2 separate regions of the Mus musculus genome follow, and region 1 is linked to region 2. The links are chromatin contacts, called in public Micro-C maps. All regions are on one chromosome and are shown on one strand. The core of a region is the stretch at or near the end of the contact, and the rest is flanking DNA. Distances in the headings are between cores, read along the strand shown. Region 1 overlaps Chst11 (carbohydrate sulfotransferase 11). Region 2 has its middle 15 kb from the start of 1700028I16Rik.

What was found. Hi-C and Micro-C count contacts between places; a contact is called where the count stands out from the background.
Region 1: a Micro-C map of the HL-1 cell line shows a contact between it and region 2, with 2.3 times the contacts expected there. The contact joins two enhancer-like sites. A contact is called at or near these places in 5 of 39 promoter capture datasets (hematopoietic stem and progenitor cells, hippocampal neurons, neutrophils and 2 more) and 6 of 484 Hi-C or Micro-C datasets (the HL-1 cell line, the N1E-115 cell line, Th2 cells and 3 more).

The regions. Positions count from the first base shown.
Region 1 is chr10:83,091,431-83,097,038 of GRCm38.p6, reverse strand. It overlaps Chst11 (carbohydrate sulfotransferase 11), which reads right to left. Exons shown (of 3, transcript NM_021439.2): 2 at 4,885-4,970. Among named protein-coding and RNA genes, the nearest start is that of Chst11, 110 kb to the right of the region's middle. Within about 2 kb of position 3,273, at least 50 of the 459 cell types and tissues checked have an H3K27ac peak or open chromatin away from gene starts, as enhancers often do. A contact at or near this core is called in the HL-1 cell line and Th2 cells, where this site is marked.
Region 2 is chr10:82,794,460-82,799,929 of GRCm38.p6, reverse strand. It overlaps a transcript of Hcfc2 not described here. Among named protein-coding and RNA genes, the nearest start is that of 1700028I16Rik, 15 kb to the left of the region's middle. Within about 2 kb of position 3,124, at least 238 of the 459 cell types and tissues checked have an H3K27ac peak or open chromatin away from gene starts, as enhancers often do. A contact at or near this core is called in the HL-1 cell line and Th2 cells, where this site is marked.

The DNA of each region.
Region 1 (5,608 bases), core at 2,024-4,523, 300 kb before region 2:
CTCAAGATGAACACTATGACCCAATCTCCCTGGGACTAAAGGCTTTTCCTGTCCCTTCCAACCAGGCTCCAGCACCTGCTGTTTGCTCTTGTCCTCTGCAATGCTAGTCTCTCCTAGCATCTTATGTGTCTTCAAAGGCCTCTTCCTCTTAAGAGTCCCCACTGTGCACAGGACTTGGGGGGAGGGGTGCTAACACTACATCTTCTCTCACCTTTCCTGCTCTCTCTCTTCTGGGACCTTTTTTTCTGTTTATTCTTTAAGAACCCATAGGACCAGCAAAATGTGCTGAGCACTGCAGAAAACGCCACCCAGGTCTGGGTGAGGAACGTAACCACAGACTCCTTCCAGCCCTCCACCACGGTAGCATCTATCAGTGTAATATTTTCAGCTGGATGGACACCTCTAAGGAGCGAGAACCACCATCCAACAGCAGAGTTCTTAGAGGTGACTTCTGCTTAACCTAGCTCCAAGCCAGGACATAAAGTCCTCTCCTGCCTTGGCCGGACACCAGACTCTGAAGAAAGGAAACTGCCAGCTGAAAATGCTTATAGCACATCTACTGTGGGTTCCACACCACTCCATGGCCTCAGCTCTGCTATCTGGGTCCATGGCCCCATGCCCAGGCTGGGCCCATGCCTCGCCTTTGACATATTAGGGGAAGGAGAGTCTTCTGGAAGCTTTTTTTTCTACCTGGAGGAGCCGTGTCAAGGCTCCCTCTTCCTACAGGCTAGCAGGGTAAGAAAGACCCAGTCCTGTCATTTAGTAGTACGTGATCTTGGCGCACTGTGCAGCCTCTTAAAAACTTAGCTACCTTCTAAAAAAGTGAGGTTATCAAGAGACCTTCATCTGGAAGGGGGACTTGTAAAGGCTCAGTGAGGGGTTGGAGCATGCGTCACTGGTAGGAAAAATGGCTGCTCAGTGTTCAAGGGGCCTTGGGTTCCATCTCCAACCCAACAAAAGCAAGAGCAATGACCCTTGTTTAGAAAAGGTCTAGAATAGTCACAGATATGTATTCCATGTTCAGTAAACACCAACTGTCTTTCTCCTTCCTCCCTTTCTTCTTCACTCCATCCTTAATCCAGTGCATCCCTGGAGGAGAAAGTTCACTTCAGCACACCAAGAGACTGCCCCGTAACTGAGGGAGCAGGACCGCAGAGTTTCAGCCATATTCAGCAACACATCACCCAGAACACTTCTAGATCCCTAAACATCTGGACCCAGGGACTCCAGGAAGCCCCGTTCAGACCTAGCTATGCTGCTTGCAAGTTCGTGGCCAGCACTGAGCCACGCACCCTGCCCCCTTAGAATGCTCTAATAACAGGGCAGGCACACATGCTAAAGAAAGACATGGCAGGGCAGGCCAAACCGCATGAATGATACTGTGAAGATTTCAGGGAAGCCATGAGAGGCCGGGAGGTGGGGAGGCAGGAGGACAAGCTGTCTCACCCTCGATGGCATTCAGGGACAATTACACCCTCTCAACCAGCTGAGAGCAGTTCTCTGCCCTGTGGGTCAGCACTGACTGAGCGGGGGCAGCCTGCAGATGGCTCGGCCCACAAGTCTGTGGTTGGCAACTCCTGAACTTTCGGTGACTCGGCGCCAGCTGATCCAATCAGCAATTATGTTTTATTTTGGGGCCAGGGAGACAGCAGAGAACCAGGAAAATTATAAGACATTACAGGGCTATTTTGCTAAGAATATCGACTGGGAAGGATTTTTTTTTCTTAACCAATTGTTCTTTGGATGGTTTGGGGGTTTCAGTGCACTAAGAAAGCCCCAGATGCTGAAGTCAGAGTAGAGGCAACTGCCCCTGGGCTGATTTCACTCTTTATCCAGGGAAAACCTTGTTGGATATACATCTGTTTGCAGGAGGGGGTTGGTTCCTGCCAAGAGGATTTCGAGGGTAATAGTCACCAGTACCAGTCACTAGTAACTGCGTGCAATTTCCCCGTTCCTTCTGTGGTTGGATCCTCACTGCTTCCTACTAGTGATCTGGGCTCAAATAAATCATATACAATTATTAGTTTCACTTCTCTATCCATAAGAGGGGAAATACCATCTAGCTCAGAGCTTACCATACATATTCAGTGAGCTGAATCCAAGACCCAGGAAGTGTCTGGCCTAGCCTATGTATCCGAGATAACTAAGAAGGCGCTTCTTGAGCCGAGCATGGTGGCACACGCCTTTAATCCCAGCACTTGGGAGGCAGAAGCAGGTGTATTTTTGAGTTCGAGGCCAGCCTGGTCTACAAAGTGAGTTCCAGGACAGCCTGAGCTATACAGAGAAACCCTGTCTCAAAAAACAAAAACAAAAACAGAAGGTGCTTCTTGCTGTTAGGTGAATTTCTTGTCATAAAAAAATAAATGGTCTCATTTTTACCATCCTGTTACTAAGACCAAAGAGACACTCAGCAAAAAAAAAAAAAAAAAAAAAAAAAAAAAAAAAAAAAAGCTGCGAACACCATTTCTGGGAGCCGTTCAGGTTAGAGCGATCAGAGAGTTTGCCACTTGCCTCAGTGACTACACTGTTCCAGGCTCGGCAGCTGAGCTGGTAGGAAACTATGAGAATGTGCAGGGGAGCTCAGCCCAGCGTTAAGCCTGGAGATGACTCAGGAAGGCAATGCTGTCTAAGCTCATCAGCATGTCCCCATCTTAAACTCCGCAGCCCACCGCTAACCAGGGCTGCTTCTTCAAAAACAAACCCTGCTTAAGGACTGCGCGGGGACGGGGCACAACTGCCACTTGTAAAGGAAACTAGACCCAGAAAACTACATCCACAGGAAATGGGGTGATCTTCCTGAAGAGTGTTTGCTTGATGGGCTGGAGAGGCCAGACAGTGTGCCCAAGATGCCCTTAAAGGATAGTGACTCACTTACCAGTGCCCTCCTCTGGTTGTGTTAGTGAATGTGCCTTTCACTAACACAACACTCACTATCGCTGTGAGGAGGGATGACAGGAGATGGGATAGTCACCTTTCCTCTGACTGGTCTGCCAAAAAAAACAGACAAGGCCGTCTGTGCACACCAGTCCTGGGACAGAGCAAGTACCCATCGCAGGTGGCTATATTAGCTTCAGTGCCCTCTATGCCCAGTCTCTGACATGCCAGGGGGTCAGTGAGGGAACAAACCAGGAAAGCACAAGCCCCATAGCAGGCAGCCAGCACAGAAGGTCACTGCACCGCCTCTTGAATACAGCAGTTGGTATTAGTCCCCGAATGTCATAAAAGAGGGATGGCAGTCAAAGCGTGGTTATGTGGCCTGTGCAAGGTCACAGAGCTAGGAAATGATGTCACTGGACTTTGACACCAAGTCTGACTCTGAAATTGAGGAAAGTGACAGTTCACAGTCATCCTCCAGAGTTCCAGAGGCATGCTGGGAAACGGGCACCTAGTGCAGGCACCTTCCGGTTTGCGCAGCTAGAGACGTGGGAAGAGGGAACCTGAACCCTGAACTTTTGCTCTTTCAAATGTCACAGATACTTGGGGACCCCAGACATCAACCAGGCCCAGTGTTAGGCACCGGATGTATATGGTAGGCAAGACCCAGTCCATGGGCTTTCTACCCAGAGGGTCAGCTACAGTAGAAGTGGCTCTGCCTATGCATCTTGCATCTTGTGCTGTTCATCAATACAGGATGTCCAGAGGGAGTGCGGATGGTTCTGATGGAGTAGCCTGGGTGAGTTTCAATAGAGCATATCAGAAATTCTATGTGTGGCCAAAGCCTGCTTGATCTTTTTATAAAGATGACAGAGTAGACAGGCTAGGAAACTTACTCACAATGGCCAGGTCACGGGGGCAGCAAAGGAACCCATATCAAATCCCCCTTGAGTCTCTCTCTGCAAAAGCCAGCAGAGGAAGCCTCAAGAGGCATTGAGTTTGCAATCCTCACCTAGAGCCTCAAGACAGAGAATCAACAGGGCGCCACTGAACACCATTAGGTCACCAAGGGTGCCCGGATTCTAGTCCTATTTTTCCCCCAGAAGGGAGCACAGGTGGAAGGCTCGAGGGAGAAAGTGGAGCCAAGAAGCTTTGAAGTTTGTGCCTTTGCAATCACTCTAAGAATCTGTCCTCGCTGAGATCCGAGCATATTATCTTCTCCCTCAGGCACCACGTTCTATGGAAATACATAATTGAGATGGAGCACAAAGTGAAGCCCTGAGATCACGCGCAGGCCATCTCTCCTCAGCACGCACTCATTTCTCAGCAGTTACCAAGGTCTGTGGGCATTGGCTCGGTCCCTCAATCAGGAGCGACACTAACAGACATTCCGACAGAGGGACGGGCTCAAGAGTCTCCACACCAACTCAAGTGGCCTGAGGTTACTGCGATGGTGAGCAGGCCTCCTGACTGCTCCTCACTTCCCATGGAAGGCACAGTCCACTCCCCACCCCAACCGCCACACTCGCCACCTTGTTAAACGAATCAGTCAAAAAAACCAGCAACAGCTACTTTACACCCACGCCCCAACCAGGGGTCTTCTGTAGCGAGGTCATCACTGGGTCTCACTCACTGCACTCGGAGTTTATCCATGTGCACACCTTTCTGGGGGTACCAGTGGAGAGTTGCACAAGCTTGCAGACTTTTGAAGTTCAGAGTCCCATTGCTAGGACCTGGGACGATGTCACACGAGATTTGTTTATATTGCATATGCATCTTATGTACAGTGTCCTGAGATAACTTTGTACAGTATTTCAGTGCACCTGCATTTTGACTGTGATCCATCGCATAATATCAGACACGGGATTTTCCACTTGTGGTACCGTGAGGCTGCTCACAAGGGTTTGAGTTTGGGAATGTTTCCGGTAAAGGATGCTGAACATGAAGGCAGGAAAGGGCATGTCAAATCCCCAGAACATACACTGATAGCAACGAGGACCGGGGTCCTACCTGGATGGGATTGTAGAGCTCCTGCAGGGGACTTCTCGATCCCTTCCGGCAGCAGATGTCCACACCGAAGGGGTTCCTCCGCATGACTGGGGAGAAAAAGTGAAGCTCATCAGAAAACAGCTATAAAGGCCTGCTGTCTGTCAGAGGCAAAGGCATCTGGGAGGGAGGAAGAAACAGGATGCAAAGAGGAAGGAGCAGCTTCTAGCAAAGAGCCCACTGCTGTCCAGGCCACAACAGCACCACGCCTTTCTGTCCCCACGCCCCACGGCACAGACCACACTAGAAATGCTTTCTGCCGCACACAGGAAAACAGGACAGGCATCTAGAGCTCACTGGGATGTAGCCACTTTCAGAAGGCATCAGAGTACCCAAGGGAACACGTGTGGCTGTGCCAGGGTGTGGGATCCTAGTCTCACATCACCTGGCAACAGGGCTGTGGTCTGAGAACCTCACTGTGAGGTGACACAGTCACATACACTGACAAGATTCGAGATGGGTGTTCACAGAGGTCCTGTGACGAGGCTGCTGAAGAGGGCACGGAAGACTGCCACTGTGAGCATGAGTCCCAGTTTGCTTTCTGTTGCTGTGACAAGGGTCAGAACTTGGAAAGGGAAGGGTTTATTTCACCTTACAGCTTATAGTTCATCGTGAAGGGAAAGACAGAGCAGGAAGAGATACTGACACACGACGGGACACTGCCCGTCTTTGTTCCCCACGGTTCACT
Region 2 (5,470 bases), core at 1,875-4,374:
TGTTGACTATGACTGTCTCGTGCTCTAGGGAGGCATGGTTTTTCCCAGCTGTGCCCCCCCCCTTCCCACTGCTGTTCCATTTGCTATTGCTGGATTGTTGGACTGCTGGATATCCTGATGTAGAAGATTGGACTTTCCCCAAGGAACCCATTGATCCTCATCATCAGGAAATAGCCTACAGAGGTCTACGCCCCCTTTCTCCTCTAACCTTCTTTCTCTCCTACCTAGTGTCAGGGGTGGGAAGAAATTAGGGTAGAATAAGGTATAAGAGCCCAATACAATAATAAAACAAATATGCCAACACAAGACCCTGTCTCAAAAAAACAAACAAGGGCTGGTGAGATGGCTCAGTGGGTAAAGGCACTTGCTGCCAAACCTGACAACCTGAATTCAATCCCCAGGACCCACATGATGGAGGGAGAGAAGTAACCCTTGAAAACTGTCCTCTGACCTTCACACACTCATCAAGGCCAGAAGGTGCACACATGCATGTACACACACACACACACACACACACACACACGATAGATATCGAGATAGATTGGATAGATAGATGGTGTCTTAGGGTCTTACTGCTGTGAACAGACACCACGACCAAGGCAACTCTTATAAGGACAACATTTAATCATGGCTGGCTTGCAAGTTCGGTTCAGTCCATTATCATCAAGATGGGAGCATGGCAGCATCCAGGCAGGCATGGTGAAGGAGGAGCTGAGAGTTCTACATCTTCATCTGAAAGGTGTTAGTGGAATACTGGCTTCCAGGCAGCCAGGATGAGGGTCTTAAAAGCCCATACCCACCCTAACAAGGCCACACCGCCTAATAGTGCAACTCCCTGGGCCGAGCATATACAAACCATCCCATTTACTAACACACACCTGTTCACTTGTCACTTTGTTTATGCCTATGCCAATCTAAGGAGGTAAGATTTCCTCATCTTTTTTCCTCAGGTCAAAATGACAGCTGAGAAATCACACCTGAACCCAGAGATCCCATTCAACAGGTGTATGAGGTCACGGGGGATTGAAGGATTGAAGACATTTCACTTAGAAATAACACAGATCTATCTGGTGTGCCTCGAGGGACAGAAGAGGTGGGGGAAGTTACTATGGAGATCATCTCAGGGAGATTCCAGGTTAAAAAGATGCAGCGGGGACCCCTAGAGGACATGCCACGAGCATGTCTCCGTGTCACCTCCCACCTGCATGCCATTCATCTGAATCACCTCCCTAGAGAACATGCCTCCCTAGAGGACCCCTAGAGGACATGCCACGAGCATGTCTCCGTGTCACCTCTCCACGAGCATGGTCTCCGTGTCACCTCCCACCTGCATGCCATTCATCTGAATCAATTTTGCCAGAGAGCAATTCAGTCAGGCCATTAACTTATCAGGAGGTTCCGTTCAGCAGAAGCTGTAGCTGGAGTTGGCCCCACAGTGATAGCAGGCAAAGTCCCACAATTATTGTCTTGCCTAGACTTGTGCCTAGATGGACCAGTGGGGAGTACCAAAGAAAAGCAGCAAAGACCAGGTGACTGGTCAAGCCGTTAGAAGCCATTATTGAATGTCTGCATCCTTGCAATGGGCACACACACAGGGATAGGCCACCAAGGTGTGTCTACAATCAGAGTACAGGTGTAGCGTTTATAGTAAACTTTAAGGAATGTGGTTAAGGCCTGGGCTACATCTCTATCAATGCCCCAGCTTTCAGAAGGAAGTACACAGCTAGCCCCAGGAGAGGCTGGGCAAGGCACTCACCCTGCGTCTCTCAACCAGGACACAGAAAGGAATTAGGAAAAGCAAGTCACTGGGCGGTGGTGGTGCACACCTTTAATCCTGGCACTTGGGAGGCAGAGGCAGGCTAATTTCTGATTTGGAGGCCAGCTTGGTCTACAAAGTGAGTTCCAGGATAGCCAGGGCGACACAGAGAAACCCTGTCTTGAAAAAAAAAAAAAAAGAAAGAAAGAAAAAGCAAGTCCTTGATCTGGTGGAGACAAGGGCAGAGCCATGGAAATAATAACGGTCATGTGATCAGACAAAGACCAGAAAGCACTAGAAGCCTTGATAGAAAGAAAGGACTGTGCTTCTAAGAAATTGAGTTCTGAAAGGGAGAGAGGGGCAGATCTCAAAGCCTTGGAATGATATACCCTCGAAGACAGATTTTATCCAGAGGGAGTGGGAAGTCATTGAAGGGGATTGGGCAGGAACTACCTGGAGAATAAATTGGAAGAGTTTTGGGGTGAACCCTTGCAGGCTTCAAAATGACCCAAGATATTCTATACACACACACATAACTATATATATATAACTATATATAACTATATATATATATATAACTATATATATATAACTATATATATATATATATAACTATATATATATAACTATATATATATATATTGTCTGATCCTGAATCTTTCCTTTTAATTTCCAGGGCACAGGGTTGGGACTGCAGAGAAAGCTCACTGCTTAAGAGCACTGGCTGTTCTTTCAGAAGACTCAGGTTCAATTCCCATCACCCACTGTGAGCCAACCTCACAGTGGTTTGTAAACTCCAGTCCCAGGGCATCATTTGCCTCCCTGCCCACTCTGACACTAGGCACGCACATGTTGGACATACATATAGGCCGGGAAAACACCTATATGCATAACATTTGAAAGTGGTGTGTGTGTGGGTGGGTGGTGTGTGGAGTCATCAAGGGCAGAGTCCGTTGCTGAGGGCAAGTTGGGCTCCATCGGTATGTAGAACTAGTCAAACCCATTCTGATTCTGAGGCCAGTCCACACATAAGGGAAAGAACATTGGACATCCAAAAGCAACCAATGTCCCCTCAGGGAAACTAAATGTACTGGGTAGAACAAAGAAAGCAGAAAGAAATGAGAAGTCAGGAACAGAGCATCGCTTGCAAGACACACTTGTTTCCTCCTTCCTTCTTCTCTGTGACCACAGCATTGTTAGGGGAACAGCTCAGTTACCAAAAAAGAAGTGGGGGACCAGAAAAATCTTTTAGCCATGGGCTCGTCAGAAAAGACCAACTCAGCCATTGCACAGGGGCTCTTCTGGTACCGATAGGCATTTCAGCCTAGTTCTAACTATCCTGTCATTGTTGGGGTAGCCTTAAAGAGGACAGAAACGAGAAATTCCTTTCTTGCAGTCAGGCGTGTTTACCGGCTCAGATAAAGAGCAGAGACTCCGGCATTTTCCCCTTTTTGTAAGGGAGGATAATTGCAGGCAGCTGTAGGACCAGATACTACGTAACCATTTCCTCCAGGTGGCTGCTGCTTTTCTCTTTCCCTGCTTTGTTTTTATTTCGACTTTATTTCCTCTCTCCGAAACAGAGCAGGCCATCAAGCAGTTTTTTATTCTTTAAATTTTTATTTTCAAACATGATTGCTTTGCCTGTGTGTGCCTGTGCGGCACATGTGCTCGAAGAAGCCAGATCAGGATGTTGGTGTCTGGTCCGTGGGTGTAAGCTACTATGTGGGTGCTGGGAGCCAAACCTGGGTCCCCTGGATGTCGGTACTCATAACCAGCAAGTCATTGCATTAGTTCCTTTGTCAAGGATTTTAATAGAAATTTGAACAACCAGAAGTAGATGCTTTCTCCCACCCTACCCCGTTCTTTCTCACTCTTCTTTTCCTTCTTTTTTCCTCCTCCTCCTCCTCCTCCTCCTCCTCCTGTTTTTAAAGTAAGGGGCTCACATAGCCAAGTCTGTCTCGACTGTGTATATAGCTAAAGATGACCCTGAATAGGTCCATTTGCCTCCACCTCTCAAGTACCGCAATTACACACAAGCTCACATACACCCCTCTCCATGTTACATAGCGCCAGAAACTGAACCCCAGCCCAGTTGGATCATTCCACTCCCCGAGCTACACCCCCAGCCCCTGAGCACAATTTCTAGTCGAGTCTGAAGAAGGGAAATAGCCAGATGAAGGAGGAGAGGCATGCAGATGCCTCAACACCAGAACCATGCCTGGGCGAGTGATGAGAAAGAAGCCAGGAGGAACCTGGGAGGGGTGGGGGTGGGGCAGATTACAAAACACGGTCGGCTTTCCGTCAAACTGTTTTGAGTTTGATTTTATCTCTGGGTTTGGGGAGCAGGGGAGTATTTAATCTCTAGAATTGAATAATTCAAACAATTTATTGATGATATCTCTGACAGTTGGCAGGAAGGTAGGATGGGATGGGGCAGGAACGCTGGCAAGGAGCCCAGTTCTTTGGCCGGGTGGGACTTGGGACTGAAGCCCTGTAGCAGAAGGGGTGGCATTCCGGAGCTCAGGTAGCATCCATGGGATCTGCAAACAGTTCCTGGGGGGGAAGACAGAGACAAGAATGTGAAGCAAGGAGCTACTGCCCTCCCCTGGCAGGTTCTGGGCAGATTGAGTCATGCGTTAAGCAGTGCACACTGGTTCCCAGAACCGAGCCTGCTGCCTGGAAGCAACGTCAGGAGTTTCCTGCGGCTGGCTCTCCGCACAGCTTTGTCTTTGGCTCCGGTTAAGTGCTGTGCTGGAAACTGGAGTGGGGAAACTGGCATTCTTCCTCTCCCCATGGTACTGTCTACGACAGACAAACAACATATGGAAGCTTGAGATGTCCAAACAAGGCTGCGGGTGTAGCTCAGTGGACAGGGGGCTCACCCAGCCTGTTGGAAGCCCTGAGTGGGGTCCCCAGTGCTACACGTGCTGGACATGATGACGCAGGCTTGTGATCACAGCACTTGAGGCAGAGGCAGGCATTCTGGGCTTGATGACAAGAAGCAGAGAACCTCCTGGAACAGGAGTGTGGGCGGAGCATGCAAGATGAGACCCAGTTCTGAATGAGACTTTCCTGTCGCTTTGTACGTGAGGAAGAGACACTGTCTAGCCTCTCCTTTCTCCCGTGCTGTGACTAGCCATCTCTTAGTGGAGCTTTTGAAGTGATGAGAAAGTAGTGATTTCTGAACGAAGATGACTGCTGAGCATGATATTGTCTCAAAGGGGAAAAAAGGTCAAGGGCTGGAATGATGGCTTAGCAATGCTCCTGCACAGGGTCTGGGTCCAGTTCCCAGCACCGACATGGCAACCCATAACTGTCCGTAACTCCCACTGCAGGTGTAAGGAAACCAGTGTCCTCTTCTGGCCACATGTGGTACACATACATACATGCAGGCAAAAACACTCCTGCACATAAAAATAAATAAATCTTTGGAAAAAAGAGATTACATATGAATAAAATTAAACTGATAATTTCCAAACGCATCACGTCTTAAAATCAAATTCCGAATCCTTCCAAAGAACAAAGTAGTTGAGAGCAGTTAACAGCGATAATCTGGCTGAGAAAAAAAAATTGTCCTCATTTTCTTTGATGAACTGATAGAAAGTAACAGAATGTCTAAATCCAGCACTCAGCAACAGAGGTGTGCGGACAGACGCAGGTGGATCTCTGTGAGTTCTGGCCAGCCCCATCTATATAATCAGCTCTAGGACAGCC